Regions from separate parts of the Pan troglodytes genome. Here region 2 is linked to region 1. Evidence: chromatin contacts called from public capture Hi-C data. All regions are on one chromosome and are shown on one strand. Each heading gives the region's core, a stretch centred on a gene start, on an enhancer-like site or on the middle of the called end of the contact. The rest is flanking DNA. Distances are from core to core; before and after follow the strand shown.

Region 1 (7,742 bases), core at 3,750-6,249:
CCTGACCTTGTGATTCACCCACCTGTAATTACCCACTCACGCCTGTAATCCCAACACTTTGGGAGGCTGAGGTGGAAAGATCACTTGAGCTCAGGAGTTGGAGACCAGCCTAGGCAACGTAGTGTGACCTCATCTCTATATTAATAAAATAAATAAATAAAATTTAAAAAGAGAAATTCCTACCTTTTCTTCTCTTCTAAGTATAGAAATTTTTAAACGCCATTTTAGTGCAATTCCACAGGTTTTTTTTATAATTTTTTAATTGTCTTTAAGTTCTATTTATTTTCTAGTTTCTACACTAATTTTAAGAAAATTGTTCCCAAACCTGTTGGGCTTCCTAGTTATATTTTTGTTATTGATTTCTCACTCAATTGCACTGTAATAACAACAAGTGATCTGAATGACCCCAATCCCTTGACATTAATTGAGGCCAGCTTTTTAGCTTAGCACTTCTTCATTGTTCTATGTACATACAAAGAAGATACACAAGTTTAGATGTAATGTCTAATAAATGTCAGTTATATCCTACAGTGCTCAAATTTTCTATATTTTATAGATTTTTTTGGGGGGGCTGTATTTCCTAACATTTACTGAGAGAGTTGTTTTAAAATCTCTCATTATGATAATGGACTTTTCAATTTTTGTGTATGGTTTTGTCAAAATTGTGTTTAATGTACATTGAAATTATATTATTAGGGCTGCATGGTTTAGAATTTTTATATCTTCCCAGTTAATTGAAGCTTTTTCACTATAAAGTGACCTTTTTAAACTCTTGTAAACATTTTGCCTAAATATTGATTTTTGTCAGTTATTAATACAATAATATCACTTTATTTTGGCTAGTAGTTGCCTGGTATATATTTTTCCATCCTTTAACTTTCTGTTTGTATATTTATGTTGTTGATAACTGCATTCTTTATAAATGGCTGATTTTTTAAAAATCCGATCTGATAGTTGAGGTCTTTTGACTCTATGTTTAGTCCATTTATATTTATTCGAATTGAAAATACATATGGATTCATTTCTATTCTTTTATTATTTACTTTCTATTTGACCTATTTTATAAATCCTCCGCCCCCCACTTTTCATCTTTTTAAAATTAAGAGGTTTGTTTCTTCTTTTTAAATTTCTTTTTTTTCTTATTGGCTTGGAAAGTCCATACCCTATCTCTGTCCTTTTAATGGTTACCAAGACTATTTACACATACAGACTAAATTGTGTAGATTAAAATCTTAAGCTAATCAATACCTTCATTTTCCTTTCTGACAAGGACTCAAAGGCTTTGGCTGCTATCACTCTCCCTACCACATTTTCTGCTGTTGTCATCCTGGATTTTGGTTCTAGACTATTTGCCACACCCCTACACACATACACATAAATAAAATAGATATTTTTATTACATTATTTTATATTTCTTATTTTATGCACATATTAGCCATTATGTTAACTCACTACTCTTTCTTGCATCTCGGATTTTCTATTAGGGATCATTTTCCTTCTGCCTGGAGTAGATGCTCTACCGTTTTCTATAGTGAGAGTATACGAGAGTAAACAGTTTTCATTTGTTTGAAACTGTTCTTATTCACCTGTATTCTTGAAAGGTAATTTCAATTTTATGTTGAAAAACAATTTTTTCAGCATATTAAAAATTCTTTCACTGTCTTCTGGCTTCTTTTGTTGCTTTTTACAAGTCAGTCATTAGACTATTTGTTGTTTCTTTGTAGAGTACCTGCGTTATTCTATCTGGGCTCTTTTAATACTCTTTCTCTCTGTCTCTGTATCTCTTTCTCTTTTTTTGGATTTATTAGGCCTCCTGAATCTGGGGAACTATTTCCAGTAATTCTGGGGAATTATCAGCCCTTAACTTTAAATATTGTCTCTTCCCCATTCTCTCAGTATTCCATTGTAGAAGGAAACTCAATTTACATGTATAACACATTCTATCATTCTACCTTCTCTTTTACCTTCTCTTTTTAGAATTGGCATCTTTTTTTATCTCTCAGACCTGCATTCTTAGTAATTTCTTTGGATATAGCTTCCAATTGACTAATTCTCTCTTCAGCTGCCTCTAATCTATTGTTTAATCTGTCCACTGAATGTTAAATTTCTAACGTTTCAGTTCTCATTTTTAGGAAGTCTGTTTGGTTATTTCTTAAACCTGCCTATTTGTTCTTTAAGGTCTCATGTTCCTGCTTATGTTTGTATATAAACATAATAGATGTTTATGTTTTGTTTAAACATAATACAAAACATATTATGTTTTACATATATCTTTTACATATATATTTTACATATATCTTTTACATATATCTAAACAAAAGTTATAAAACATATATCTTTTGTTTAAACATAATAGATACAATTGTTCTACATTCCATATCTGAAAATTCTGTTTATTTTCCTTAAAACTTTATCAGTAGGAATTTGTTTGACATTTGATTTGAAGTTGAGGTATCTAAAAGGATTTGCTTTTAATTCTGCCAGTTACCCAAGAGCATACCAACTCGAGACCATTTAAATTAAACTTGATGTTTGTGGTTTTTCAGGCCAACAGGTAAATGAATCCAGATAGAAAACATTTGAGGCTATCTTGTGGTTAAAAATCCTTAGGGGATTTTTTTTCCCCCTCCTTCCAGTGCTAAGGTCAAGGTAAGCAAGATGACTTCTTTATAGCAGGTTTATTCCTCATTAACCCTTATTCTGAGAGCATGGGCATTTGAGCCAAATTTAGGCAGGGGAATCTTAGTCGATTCCCTACCCTTTGCAGGCCATAGACATTCTCATCTGTTCCCTAGACTAGTACAGCTGACCATGAAAAGTTCCAGATTTCTAGGATCAGAAAACCTGTCAGGGCAAAACCTAGTTTTGCTCTCTCCTCATCTAGGGTTCTTAATTTTATTTCATTTTTGGAGTCTGTGGATTTCTTTCCTTCTGATATTTTTCCTTCTACCTCAGAGACATATTTGTAAAGGTTTTGGAGTCCATATATTTAATAGCATTTTAGCTCTTTCAGTTCGGAGGTCATCCAGAGTGCCTAATCTGCTATACTGCTGGATACACAGGAAATTTCATCCAAACAAAACCTCAAGCCAGCTAGAAACTTCATTCAAACATAAACTCTTCCCACCTTATATGCAAAATCAAGTGCTACTTCTTGCTTCTCATTTTATACGATTTCTCAGAAGCATTCAGCAGTCAACCCCTCCTCCTTGCACCCCTGTTTTCTCAGTCCCTGTGTGTCTGGAATTGGTGGGTTCTTGGTCTCACTGACTTCAAGAATGAAGCCGCGGACCCTCACGGTGAGTGTTACAGCTCTTAAGGTGGTGCCTCTGCAGTTTGTTCCTTCTGATGTTCGGATGTGTTTGGAGTTTCTTCCTTCTGGTGGGTTCGTGGTCTCGCTGGCTCAGGAGTGAAGCCGCAGACCTTCACGGTGAGTGTTACAGCTCTTAAGGCAGCGCGTCTGGAGTTGTTTGTTCCTCCCGGTGGGCTCGTGGTCTCGCTGGCTTCAGGAGTGAAGCTGCAGACCTGCGCGGTGAGTGTTACAGCTCATAAAAGCAGTGTGGACCCAAAGAGTGAGCAGTAGCAAGATTTATTGCAAAGAGCGAAAGAACAAAGCTTTCACAGTGTGGAAGGGGACCCTAGGTGGTTGCCACTGCTGGCTCAGGCAGGCTGCTTTTATTCTCTTATCTAGCCCCACCCACATCCTGCTGATTGGTAGAGCTGAGTGGTCTGTTTTGACAGGGTGCTGATTGGTGCGTTTACAATCCCTGAGCTAGATACAAAGGTGCTCCACGTCCCCATAAGATTAGTTAGATACAGAGTATGGACACAAAGGTCCTCCAAGGCCCCACCAGAGCAGCTAGATACAGAGTGTCGATTGGTGCACTCACAAACCTTGAGCTAAACACAGGGTGCTGATTGGTGTGTTTACAAACCTTGAGCTAGATACAGAGTGCCAATTGGTGTATTTACAATCCCTGAGCTAGACATAAAGGTTCTCCAAGGCCCCACCAGAGCAGCTAGATACAGAGTGTCGATTGGTGAACTCACAAACCCTGAGCTAGACATAGAGTGCTGATTGGTGTGTTTACAATCCCTGAGCTAGACATAAAGACTCTCCACGTCCCCACCAGACTCAGGAGCCCAGCTGGCTTCACCCAGTGGATCCCGCACTGGGGCTGCAGGTGGAGCAGTCTGCCAGTCCTGCGCCATGTGCTTGCACTTCTTAGCCCTTGGGCAGTTGATGGGACTGGGCGCCATGGAGCAGGGGGCGGCACTCGTCGGGGAGGCTCCCGGCCGCACAGGAACCCATGGAGGGGATGGGAGGCTCAGGTATGGTGGGCTGCAGGTCCCGAGCCCTGCCCCGCGGTAAGGCAGCTAAGGCCCGGTGAGAAATCGAGCACAGCGCCAGTGGGCCGGCACTGCTGGGGGACCCAGTACACCCTCCGCAGCCACTGGCCCGGGTGCTAAGCCCCTCACTGCCGGGGGCCGGCAGGGCCAGCTGGCTGCTCCGAGTGCGGGGCCCGCCAAGCCCACGCCCACCCGGAATTCCAGCTGGCCCTCAAGTGCAGCACGCAGCCCCGGTTCCCGCTCACGCCTCTCCCTCCACACCTCCCTGAAAGCTGAGGGAGCCGGCTCTGGCCTTGGCCAGCCCAGAAAGGGGCTCCCACAGTGCAGCAGTGGGCTGAAGGGCTCCTCAAGTGCCGCCAAAGTGGGAGCCCAGGCAGAGGAGGTGCCGAGAGCAAGTGAGGGCTCTGAGGACTGCCAGCACGCTGTCACCTCTCACCTCTGACACCACTCCCTTCTTCTTCAGCTCCTTCTGAGTCTCTTTGGATTCCTTCTCTGCCCTCCCCTGAATCTTATCATCCTCCCTTTAAGGGCTTGGTCCTGGGCTCTCTTCTTTTCAGACTCTACTCACTCAGCCTAGCAATTTTTGCCACTCCTGTGGGTTTCCAGTACTATCCACACTCCAAGGATGCTCACATGTAGAGCTCCAGTCCGGCCTTCCTGTGCACTGCAGGCGGTTCCTATGAAATGCCACCACCTGATGCTTCACAAGCAGCTCCAACAAAACAAGGGTCAACCTGACCCCCAAGGGTGAGCACCCCTCACTTTGCTCGGACAGAATCATGTAGTTAAGAAAATTCCTCAAGCTGATACTCTACAGGCTGTCAGTAGCTTTAAAGGCAACATTTCTATCTTTTCTATCCCTAATTGTACAAAGGAAGCTCTTTTATTAGAATACCTAAGTACAACTTTCTCCACTGCCCACCATCTCCAAAGAGTGAAGACAGAAAGGAGGGAAATAGACTGGCTAAATGTGGAGTGGGAATAAAATGAAAGGAAAACTAAAAACCATTTCTTAATGTCTTTTTTACATAAAACATAAAATATGATGGTAAACATAGCCTAAAGAGAATTTTTTTCACCCACTGCAGACCTCCTTAAAGAAATTTTTTTAAAAGGTCAAATGTAACAAGTGGGTCTATGATATTTTTGTAATCTGAAAAAGGCCAGGGACATCACTGAGAGTCTATGTGAGGAGGTGGAGAGAATGTGTAGACTCTGTGATGTGCCACTCAGGTCCCTCTGGATGGAATGAAAGGCTTATTGCTCAGTCTGATCCCAGTGTCATTCTTCTTGGAGGATGACCTCACTGAAGAAAACCCTCTCAGCCAAAATTACTTCCCTTCTATGGGCAGCCAGACACAAAGACTGATTAACGTGGGTGTGTAAAGGCCCAGGCCCCTCACCCCAACTCAGGACAACTCTGAAGGCCTGTTCTTAGCTGTAGAGCTTCTTCAGGATTGGCTGAGGCCTGTGTTGGGCTTGCATCATAGCTCAGCTATTTCCTCAGCTCAACCCTGCTTCCTTTCCCTGCCTTCACAGGTGTTGCTGTTGAGGGCGCTCCCTACTAAACATTCTGCTACGCATCTTTATCACCAAGCTGCCTTCCAGGGATTTCAATTTATGGCACCGTGGACAGACAGTCTACAGGCATCCCTTTAAAATCCAGCTCTGCCCTTTAGAGTGTGGCGATCTTGGGCAAGTCTCTTCATTTCTCAAAATGCTTTTCCTCATCTGGATATCCTGCAGGATTGCAAATGCTGGTTGCCACATCTAGAGTCAAACGACCCAGGATTGGAATTCCAGCTCTGCCACTTACTAGCCAATAACTCACTAAATTTGGCAAGACCTCAACATACTTGTCTGTAGAACAGGTAGAGATTATGTCTTTTATCTCATTGAATTTCCAGTGTGTAGCACATAACAGACAACCAAAAACCCTTCAGCAGATAAACAGATGAAACTTCCAGCCAGCTGCACACCAAGGGCCAACAATTTTGTTTTAAGCATTTGCTGAAACAAATATCCCCAACTGCTTTAGAGCTTAATGCATCTTGACATGGCATCTGATATCCCAGGGATTCTTTTGCCCCCACGTATCATTTGGAATTTGGGTCTTCCTTCAGTTTTTCAGGTCATGTTACTCATCTGCTCGCAATCCTCCAGTCACTTCCTGCCTCACTCATACTACAGTCCCAAGGCCCGGGATGACCTGGAGCCCCAAACTCTCCAAACCCATCTTCTCCTTTCCCGGTTTCTCACACACATCCCTAATCACACAGGCTTTCTCACTCTTCTCAGAATATCGCAAACATGGCCCTACCTCAAGACTTTTGTGCTTGCTGCTCCCTCCCTCTGGAGACCTTCCCTAAGTTTCCCACGTAAAATAGTATCCCTGGCTCCATCCCCACCCTACCTCAGTCTTGATAAGCTCTACCCATCCTCTGCTTTATTCTTCTCCATAGCACTCAGCACCACCTGGACTTCCAGCTCTCCAGCTACCATCTGTCTCCCACCACAGTGAAGGCTCCACGAGAAGGGGCTTTATCTGCATTTTCAGGGTTGTATCTTTAGAGCTGAGGACACAGCCTGGCACATTAGTAAGTACACAATTAATATGTGTTGAATAAAAATGTTTGCAATACTTCTTCAAAGCTATCATTTTAGATCTCCAAGTTCTTGGACTTTTCATTTATTAGTTCTTTAAGGCAATAGAATCACAGAATTTTCTATCTTGAAGATACAGTAAAAGTGTTTAAAATTTTAAAAAAATGTAGAGTGGATATGATGAGGTCCATACAGACTGAATGACTATCTTGGGCTTTAGAGAGTTAGTGATGACTACCAGGCCAGCTCTCTTTCCACTAAGCCACAAACTGAGGTAGTTTGTAATTGAACGTCTAAAATAGTTTTCCTTTCAGATGCCCTTGAATCTTCTAAAATGCAAACCTAGAAAGTGTTGGAAATGAAGTTTAACTCAAACTGTTGCCAGTCACACATTTTGGGTCGTCCTTCCCTGCCTGTGTCCTCTGCCCTGACTGGCTCGCCTCGCCCTCCTCCCATGCTCTCTCCCTCATGGTTGTCAGGACATCAGCCTCTGTGGGACCCCTCATGGGACATACAGGCTTGTTTCATCTCTTCTTCTCACCCCCAAAGAGAATTAAAACAGTCCCATCCTTTCTATTCTCTGAATTCAGAATATATTGGTAGATTTGAAAGAACACAGGAAATTAGAAAAAAAAAAATAGCTCTAATCACCACAGAAGAGATGCTGGTTATCAACTGGGCCAACCCCTTCATTTTACAGATGCGAAGGCAGAGGTCCAAAGAGAGGAGGGAAAATGATTTGCTCAAAGCAAATGCATTATGTCCCAGGCTGAACTCCTGATTTTCCC
Region 2 (7,742 bases), core at 2,348-4,847, 340 kb after region 1:
CTGTGCTGGAATTTAGCTGTCCCCTTGACTGTTGACCCCAACACAGCATCAACTCCCAGCCCCGAGCCTCACAAAATGACTGGCCCCCGTGAGCACACAATAAATGTTGCCGCAGGAGTTGGTGTTATTGAAGGAGAGAGGCGAGTCAAAGGGGCCTGCAGAGGATGACCAACTCTAACAAACGAGAGCTGCTTTCATTTCATTTTTAAAACCTGCTACCTTAGCTCTGGCAGGAGCCAGAGTACGAGAGAGGAGCAATAAAACCACCCCTTTCTTCCTCTCACTTCCAGCCCTGACTGCCCTCCCCTCATCCCTTCACACCCCAGATCTTCCTCCCAGACTCTGGGGAGAACTTTGTGTTCTGGGGCGGGGGGGCTTCTTACTGAAGGGCAGGTGTCAGTGTAGGTGAATAAGCAGGTTGGGTGGGGGTTGGGTGAAGGTGAGGTCACTCAAGGGGACTCTTCGGCCACGTAGGAATGAAGGAACAAGATTGAAGTCACACCCCCCAAAAACCAACAGAGGTTCTTTGAGCCTTTTCCTCCAACTCTCCTTCACCACATCCATGCCTTAGCTTCCCAACCTTGGCCTCTTTGCTATGGGCAACCTGAATAGTTTGCATTTCTAGACAAATAGGTGAAAGAAAAGAGCAGCCATAACCCAACATCCCTGTAACTGGCCCGGGGCCCCAGATCCTGGGACTTTCCCCAACAGCTGGATACTTCTTCCTCTGTGAAAGATAACAGGGATTGGCTGGAGCTAACCCAAAAAGCAAGCAGACATAGACACAGGCTCTTGGAAAAGACCAAATACTATTCAAACCCAGGGATTTGGTTCCCCCACCCCCAAGGACCCAGGAAGAGGTTGCTCACAGCTGGGTGAGGTGCAGCACTTTCCACAGGAATCATGGCCTGGCTCTTTCCAGGGTAGGGGAGGAGCAGGTGCCGCTCCTCTCTGGGCATGCGTGCCTCCTGGGTGTCCTTCATGGAGCTTACACAGAGTGCTTTACACAGAGGCTATGGCCTCTCTGGAAGAGTTAAGATCTTTCTATAGCTCTTGAGATGGAGTATTTAACACCAATAAAGGCTTTCACCACCTCCTCAAAGCTTTGAACTGTTTTGTTTTTTAGAGATGGGGTCTTGCTGTGTTGCTCAGACTGGTCTTGAACTCCTGGGTTCAAGCAATTTTCCTGCCTCAGCCTCCTGAGTAGCTGGGACTACAGTTGCCAGCCTGGGTTTCCATCTATATCTTAATAACCAGAGTTGCTGTGCACTGTATCTAGGATTTGGCTTACTTGGCAAACTCTATGTCATAAACTCAGTATTTCTTCAATAAACTCAATATTTATTTACTATGATCTGGCAGCTGAAGTAGCCCAAACTTCTGACCTATATTCTGTAAGGTGGAAGACTGGGCCTTTTAGTAGAAATCTCCAAGACCTAAGAATCTCTATTGAGACCCTGGAGTTAATGCAGGCTCCACCAAATCCAAGTGCTGGCTGGGAGACAGGAGTCAGCAGGATTTCACTGAGATGGTCAATTTTTATCCAGAATAGGGCTATGCCTGCATTAATTTGTCACCAGTGGAATGAAAATACAAACCCGCTGAGTATGATAGTTTGATATGAGGAGTGGTCAGTTATATAGAAAATTTAAAACAGAAAGCCCATGAGAAGTTTGCCTTTGGAAATGCCCATTAACTCCTTCCTAACAGGGTGACAGAGAGCTGGTGCCACCACAGGGAGTGTGCTTGTCAGAGCAGACCTCCTCCCCAGGTGGACACCATGACCCTTCACATCCTCCAGATCAAAGCTTCACTTTCCCCTGCTCACAGTGGCTTCTTGGACGACCGTGTCTAAACCAGACCCTGCCTGCTATTCTTGACCAGACAGAGAGAACAGCCTGAGTGAAGACTCTGAGGCAGGAGTGAGCATGGCATTAGCAGGGCCTGGCAGAAGGCCAGGATGATGGCCACACTGAGTGCTGGGAAACACAGCACAAGATAAGCCTGGAGAATTGACAAGGGCCGGTCTGTGCAGAACCTGAGGGCCATGGCAAGAAGTCTGCCTTTTCTCCCCATGTCCAGAGCAGGGAAGAAGGATTTGCAAGTTTCTCACACATGCCTTGGCTTAAGCAAAGCTTGCTGGCCTCCTTCAAGCCATAGCACAGGGTGGCGTTTGCCGTGCCTGACTCCCCAAGCTCGGCACTGGGAGTCCAAGTGAACCATCTGGAGGGGTCAACAGTGACGTGAGCAGATAAGCCACAGCACATTGAGCTAGAGGAGGAAAGAGGAATGTGCACATCCCTGCTTGGATGTGGGGGCAGGAGGGGGAGGGCTCCAGGAAACCTCGCACAGATTCTTTGGGCTGCCTAAATCCCGCTGCTCCATGTCTAGGTGGCTGAAGTGCCTCCTGGCCTGCCTCAACCCCTCCTCTGGCCTGTCCTGTTTACCGGCCCTGCCACCTGCCCACTCTAAGAGGCTCCACCCTTCCTTGGAACACGGAGTTCTCTGCCTCTGGACTCTGGGGAGGGTGAGATTGTTGAGGCAGGCGGGCGAGCATGAGAGGGAAGGAAGAGGGAGGGAGGTCAAAGATACAAGGTGAGCTGGAGAAGAAACGGACTGTTTTGAGGATTTCCCCTCACACATTCTGGCTCTTACCTCTGACCGAAAGCAAAGGGAGCAGCTTTTACCAATGGAATGAGGCCAGGGTGTGTTGGCTTACACCCATAATCCTAGCACTTTGGGGAGGCCAAGGTAAGAGGATCAGTTGAGCTCAGGAGTTCAAAACCAGCCTGGGCAAGATAGCGAGACCCCATCTCTAAAAAAATTTTTTTTTAATTGGCAGGCATGGTGGCATGTGCCTGTGGTACTAGCTACTTGGAGGCTGAGGTTTGAGGATCTCTTGAGCCCAGGAGGTCAAGGCTACAGCAAGCCATGATCGTGACACTGCACTCTAGCCTGGGTGACAGAGTGAGACCCTGCCTCTAAATAAATTAAATCAATCAATCAATACCAATTAACTAACTAACCAACTTGTCTATCGGGGTCAGTCAGCTCTTATAGTCCCACCTGAATTCCGCTTTGCCTTCTCCTGCAACAGCAACGCCTTCGAAAGTGCTTACTGTGTGCTAGGCAGGCGTTGCACACGGACAGGGACTGGGAGTTCAGATGGCCAGCTGGCCTGCTGTCTGGGGACAGGGGGTTTCCCAGGACCTGAGACTTTCAGTACTAAAACCAGGACAGTCCTGGGCAAGCTGGAACAGCTGGTCACCTGGTGGGAACTGAGCACCCATAGAGTCAGCAGAGAAGGAAGGCGGCACCACAGCATAGCTGGTGGTGGGAGCAAGCAGGAGTCTTTTCCTCCTTAGCACTGGAAGCACCACTCTTGGCACTTACCTCCCTTCCTGAATGGAGCCCCACCTGTTTTTATGAGGCCTCCCCAGGCCAAGCCCTCAGGATGGGCAGGGGTGGGTTGAGACTGTGCTGTCTCTGCTGTTTGCTAAGGTTGTTCTCATGGTATCACGCTGCCAGAGACTGTCCACTTGGCTCACATTGATGGAGGTCAGCTAAGGACAGGCTGATTAGCTGGCCCCTCAGGGCCTTTCTCTTGGTGACACAGCCTCTGGCTCAGAACAAAGGCCCCTCATTTTGCCGGGGCACGGACTCTTGAACGTGAGAGTGCTGCCACCTGCTGGTCACAGCGCTGCTTCCAGAAGGGGAGCTGGAGCCTCAGGAGGGAGACTGGGCCATGAGCCCAGGTCTGTAGCCTCTCTGTGGGCCACAGCACCACCTCCCAGCATGCCCTGGGCCAGACAGCTGAAGAAAAGAAGCTGGGGACCCCCCCTAACAGGTATGCCTTGAAGGGGACTGCAAGGCTCTCTCATGCCAGAACTCTCTCAGGCTGGCCATGGATTCCCAGAATTCCCAGCCAGTGTGGGCACTCTTAGCTATAATAGAACCCTCGGCCCAGTGGTGTGCTGGAGCTGCTGGGCAGGAGGCAATCATCAAATATTCAGGAAATTTGCCAGCTGCACTGGTCATGGTGGGAGTATTTACACCATGGAAATTGGCAAAGGCTACAGATTAAGAGTTTTCTCCACCCGTAACTCTTCCTCCAGTGGATTTATCAGTACACCTTTGCAAAACCTCTATCAAACTTAAAATATTGTCACCTGAGAAGGGGCAAGTACCAGCCTGTTTGTAAAAGTTTCTCAGATAAAGCATCAAGTATGGAATTGGCGTCATAGAGAAGAAATACATTCTGATAAGAGGGAGATTGTGAGGAAGGAAATTTTGTTAAGCTCCCTAAGAACAACTAAGGTAATAGTTAAGGGCTCTGCGATGAGAAACACATGGATTCAAGTAGCAGCTCTTCTACTTGCTAACTGAATGATGCTGGTCAAATTGCTTCATCTCTAGCTTCCAGTTTCCCTGTCTGCAAGTGGGGGTATTGGGAGTAGTTGCCTCATGTAGTTGTGAGGTGATGCATTTGATGAATCTAAGTGCTTAGAACATTGCCAGGCAGAAAGCAAGTGCTCAATACATCTTAGATATTATCAGATATTGATTAGAACCTCCACTTCAGCAGGCTTAAACTGATCTTGACATCTTCCTGGTAAAACCAGTTTCACCTCTAGATGTCTTTTACAGGGTTGGGGAATGAAGACTTGTTCTTCCATCCTCCCCGGCAGCTAACCTTTAACATCAGCCTCGGTTTTGGCTATTCATTTGTACTTGTCCCCTACAGTTAGTACGTAAGAAAATGTATCCCCTATACTCTTAATATGATAAAGTACATCCTGAATGTAAAGTATCTAAGCAGTGAACACTTGCCAAACCAACCCAAAATATTTTGTGTAAATGAGTCACTGGCCAGTTAAGAGGTCAAGTATAGAAAGGGCAGGACTCAGATCCGATTCCAACTCCAAGACCTGAGTCATCCTCAGTTGTATTGCATCTGATTTAAAGGAAGATTATGTTACCAAGACACAAATTGTATAGAATTGGGGAAAATGGGAATCTGAGAGCAGTGCTCTTTCAGTGGAAAGAGACATGGGGCTTAGAGGACATGAGCTCCCCTCTCATGAGAGTGGAGGGCTTGGTTGTGCAGTAAAGAGAGTTGGTGAAGTTTCTATAGAGCCTGATGGACTAAAGCCCAAGAACTGACCTGATGGACTTGCCCCATCCAAGACTCTGCTCACCCCTCAATCTTTGAATGAATACTTTGGCTTCTTGGGTGCTAAAATCCTTGGAAGATGTGTCCTTAGATGAGATACACATATTTCCATTGTTAAAAAGTTATAAATGAGTTTGCATTATACTCTTTTGACTTTTGTTATATGGACTAAGATTAGGTTAGATTTGGTTGCATAAAACAGACAAAACAGTAGCATAAATAAAATGTACATTTATTTCTCTCCCATGTCAATGAAATCCAGATGTTGGCAGCCTGGGACAAGTATGGCAACTCTACAGTCATCATCAGTCACTATCTTACAGCTCCATTATCTTCAACATGAGTTTTTGTCTAGTGGTTTAAGATGGTCACTGGAGCTCCATCCAGGCTGCTTTCTTGCCAACAAAAAAATTATATTTTCCCAAAGTCTGACAAATCACTGCCCAGGTGTACTCATGCCAACCCATTCTGATGCAAGAAAACTGAAAAATGTCTTATTCCAACTAGGGGTAGGAGGCATTTGCCTAGCTAAAAATTAAGGATTCTATTTTTAATAAAGTAAGGTAGCTAGATATTGGTGGATAGCCCACAATCTCTACCAAAGTAGATCAATTTCCCTAAGCCTGCTCATTTTTGACATCAGAGAACTGCTGCACAACAACCCCCAGGATAAACCACCCTGTGAGCCCAGGAAGAGAAGATGGCTGGATTCCCTCTCAACACTCTCCTGCCTCAGTGTGAATTTAATCCCCATACCCCATAAGCCCCAGAGCCTCCATTCTGTTGCTGCTACAGCACCTGTCCAAAGTTTCCCTCCTTTCCAATTTTGGTCTCATCACTAAACTTCAGACCTCCATGACCACTGGTCTGGACTTTTGTAATAATGCCCTCATTGTTCTTTCTGCCTCTACTCACTCTCCAAGCCTTTCTACTGATGGATTGCTCTTCCTGAGGCACAAGTCCCACCATGATACATCCCTGCTCAAGAATGTCCATGGTTTCCCATTTTCTGCCCTAAAGTCTAAATTCCTTAGAATCCTGAAGGCTTTCTATGACAAGGCCTTTCCCTGAATTCCTAAGCTCATCACTCTGAAGACACTTGGAGATCCAGCAAGTGCCACTCCTTAAATATGACTTGAACACTTCTGCCTCCATGCCTTCCTTCCTGCTCTTCTTTCTGCTTGGCATGCTCTTCCTTTGTCTCAGCCTGCCTAAATCCTACCCATCTCACAAAGCTCAGGACAAAGGCCTCCTCCCCCATGAAGCTTTGCCCAAGCTAGAATGACCGTCACCCTCCTAAGTGTTGTCACAGGGCATTATGCTTCCATTCGGCTCACATTACAAGTATTTCTGTGTTCCCTACTAGAGTGGGGCTGGGCTATGCTTGCTTGCTCACAGCAGCTCACATTAGTGCCTGCCATATCAGCAACATGCAATGAGTGTTGGTAGAACTGAATTGCAGAGTACAGCTGGGGCTCCGTGGAACAGAACCAGTTGGAAATAGGATGTGAATGAGAACAGCTCACAGAATGACCTGCTGTGCCTGCCAGAATTTGGAAAGTTGGGGTGACCACTGACACCACTCTGGGAGCAAGTATTTGGGTTCCACTTAAATATACAAATGTAGGCCCAGGACTTCCACCAAAATGAAGCCCCTTCTGGGCTTGTGTTTGAGGAGCTGTATAGGGTGATAGAGTGACACCGGTAAGGATTGCTGTCCTCTCTATTTTATTTTTTTTTTTTAAGGTTCAAGATCTGAGTTGCCATAAAAATTAAAACCTTGGTGGGGGTGGGGGGGTGGAGGGATTTGAAAGAAAACTGTAAATTATCAAGAAAAATGATTCATTTCTCAGATGAAGACCCTCAGTCCCAGAAAAGCAAGGGTGAGTATGCCCAAGGTCACCCAGCCAGGGTGAAGGGTGGGACTTAGCCTGTCCCAATCCCAGTCTACTATTTTCTGCTCCACCACCGTAGCTGCCCAGGGTGAAGACACCATCAGTTCTTAAGGTCACATCTAATTTGGGGAAATAAAAGGTCTTGAAGGTTACACAGAGATTTGTGCACTGCTGATCTTAATTTTATGCTTGCCGTCATAAAACCAGTTTATGCTTATACAACTAAAGGGGGAAGACATGCATCCAATTCTCTCAGTTTCAGTTCTTTGTCTTTGCATCAATTATTTAGATTTTTCCCTTCTCTGCTCATTATCACTTTTCCTGAGGAGGTAACAAAATGTCTTTTTCAATTTTCTTCTGGGACTAACTCTCACTGGGATCACCCATTTTTTTCTCCAGTTTGCAACTGGCTAGATTTGATTGGAATAGATAAGGCCTCCGACCATAGGCTGTTGAAAGGCCCTTTGTTTGTGGATTACAAGCGGTCATTCAGTTTATCCCATTCATTATGCGACCCTACTTTTTTGAGTTGCAAGGTTAAGGCCCGGGGCAAAATGTTGATGGAAAGGAACATTAAGCACCAAGTTGTACCGTGTTTGTGTTCATTCCAATCCACATTCACCTCCCTTAACTGGTGAAGGTTATGACTACAGCCCACTCTCTAGTGACTCATT

The links. Capture Hi-C pulls out chosen DNA fragments and counts their contacts.
Region 2: a contact with region 1 is called in a capture Hi-C map of stem cell-derived neural stem cells, with 6 times the contacts expected there. The contact joins two enhancer-like sites. A contact is called at or near these places in 5 of 7 Hi-C or Micro-C datasets (blood, induced pluripotent stem cells, a lymphoblastoid cell line and 1 more), 1 of 1 datasets of contacts at active chromatin or transcription factors (stem cell-derived excitatory neurons) and 1 of 1 other capture datasets (stem cell-derived neural stem cells).

What each region holds. Positions count from the first base shown.
Region 1 is chr1:113,366,417-113,374,158 of NHGRI_mPanTro3-v2.0_pri, forward strand. No RefSeq gene overlaps it. Among named protein-coding and RNA genes, the nearest start is that of MAB21L3, 35 kb to the left of the region's middle. Within about 2 kb of position 5,000, at least 1 of the 24 cell types and tissues checked has an H3K27ac peak or open chromatin away from gene starts, as enhancers often do. A contact at or near this core is called in stem cell-derived neural stem cells, where this site is marked.
Region 2 is chr1:113,709,659-113,717,400 of NHGRI_mPanTro3-v2.0_pri, forward strand. It overlaps a transcript of CD58 not described here. Among named protein-coding and RNA genes, the nearest start is that of ATP1A1OS, 71 kb to the left of the region's middle. Within about 2 kb of position 3,598, at least 8 of the 24 cell types and tissues checked have an H3K27ac peak or open chromatin away from gene starts, as enhancers often do. A contact at or near this core is called in stem cell-derived neural stem cells, where this site is marked.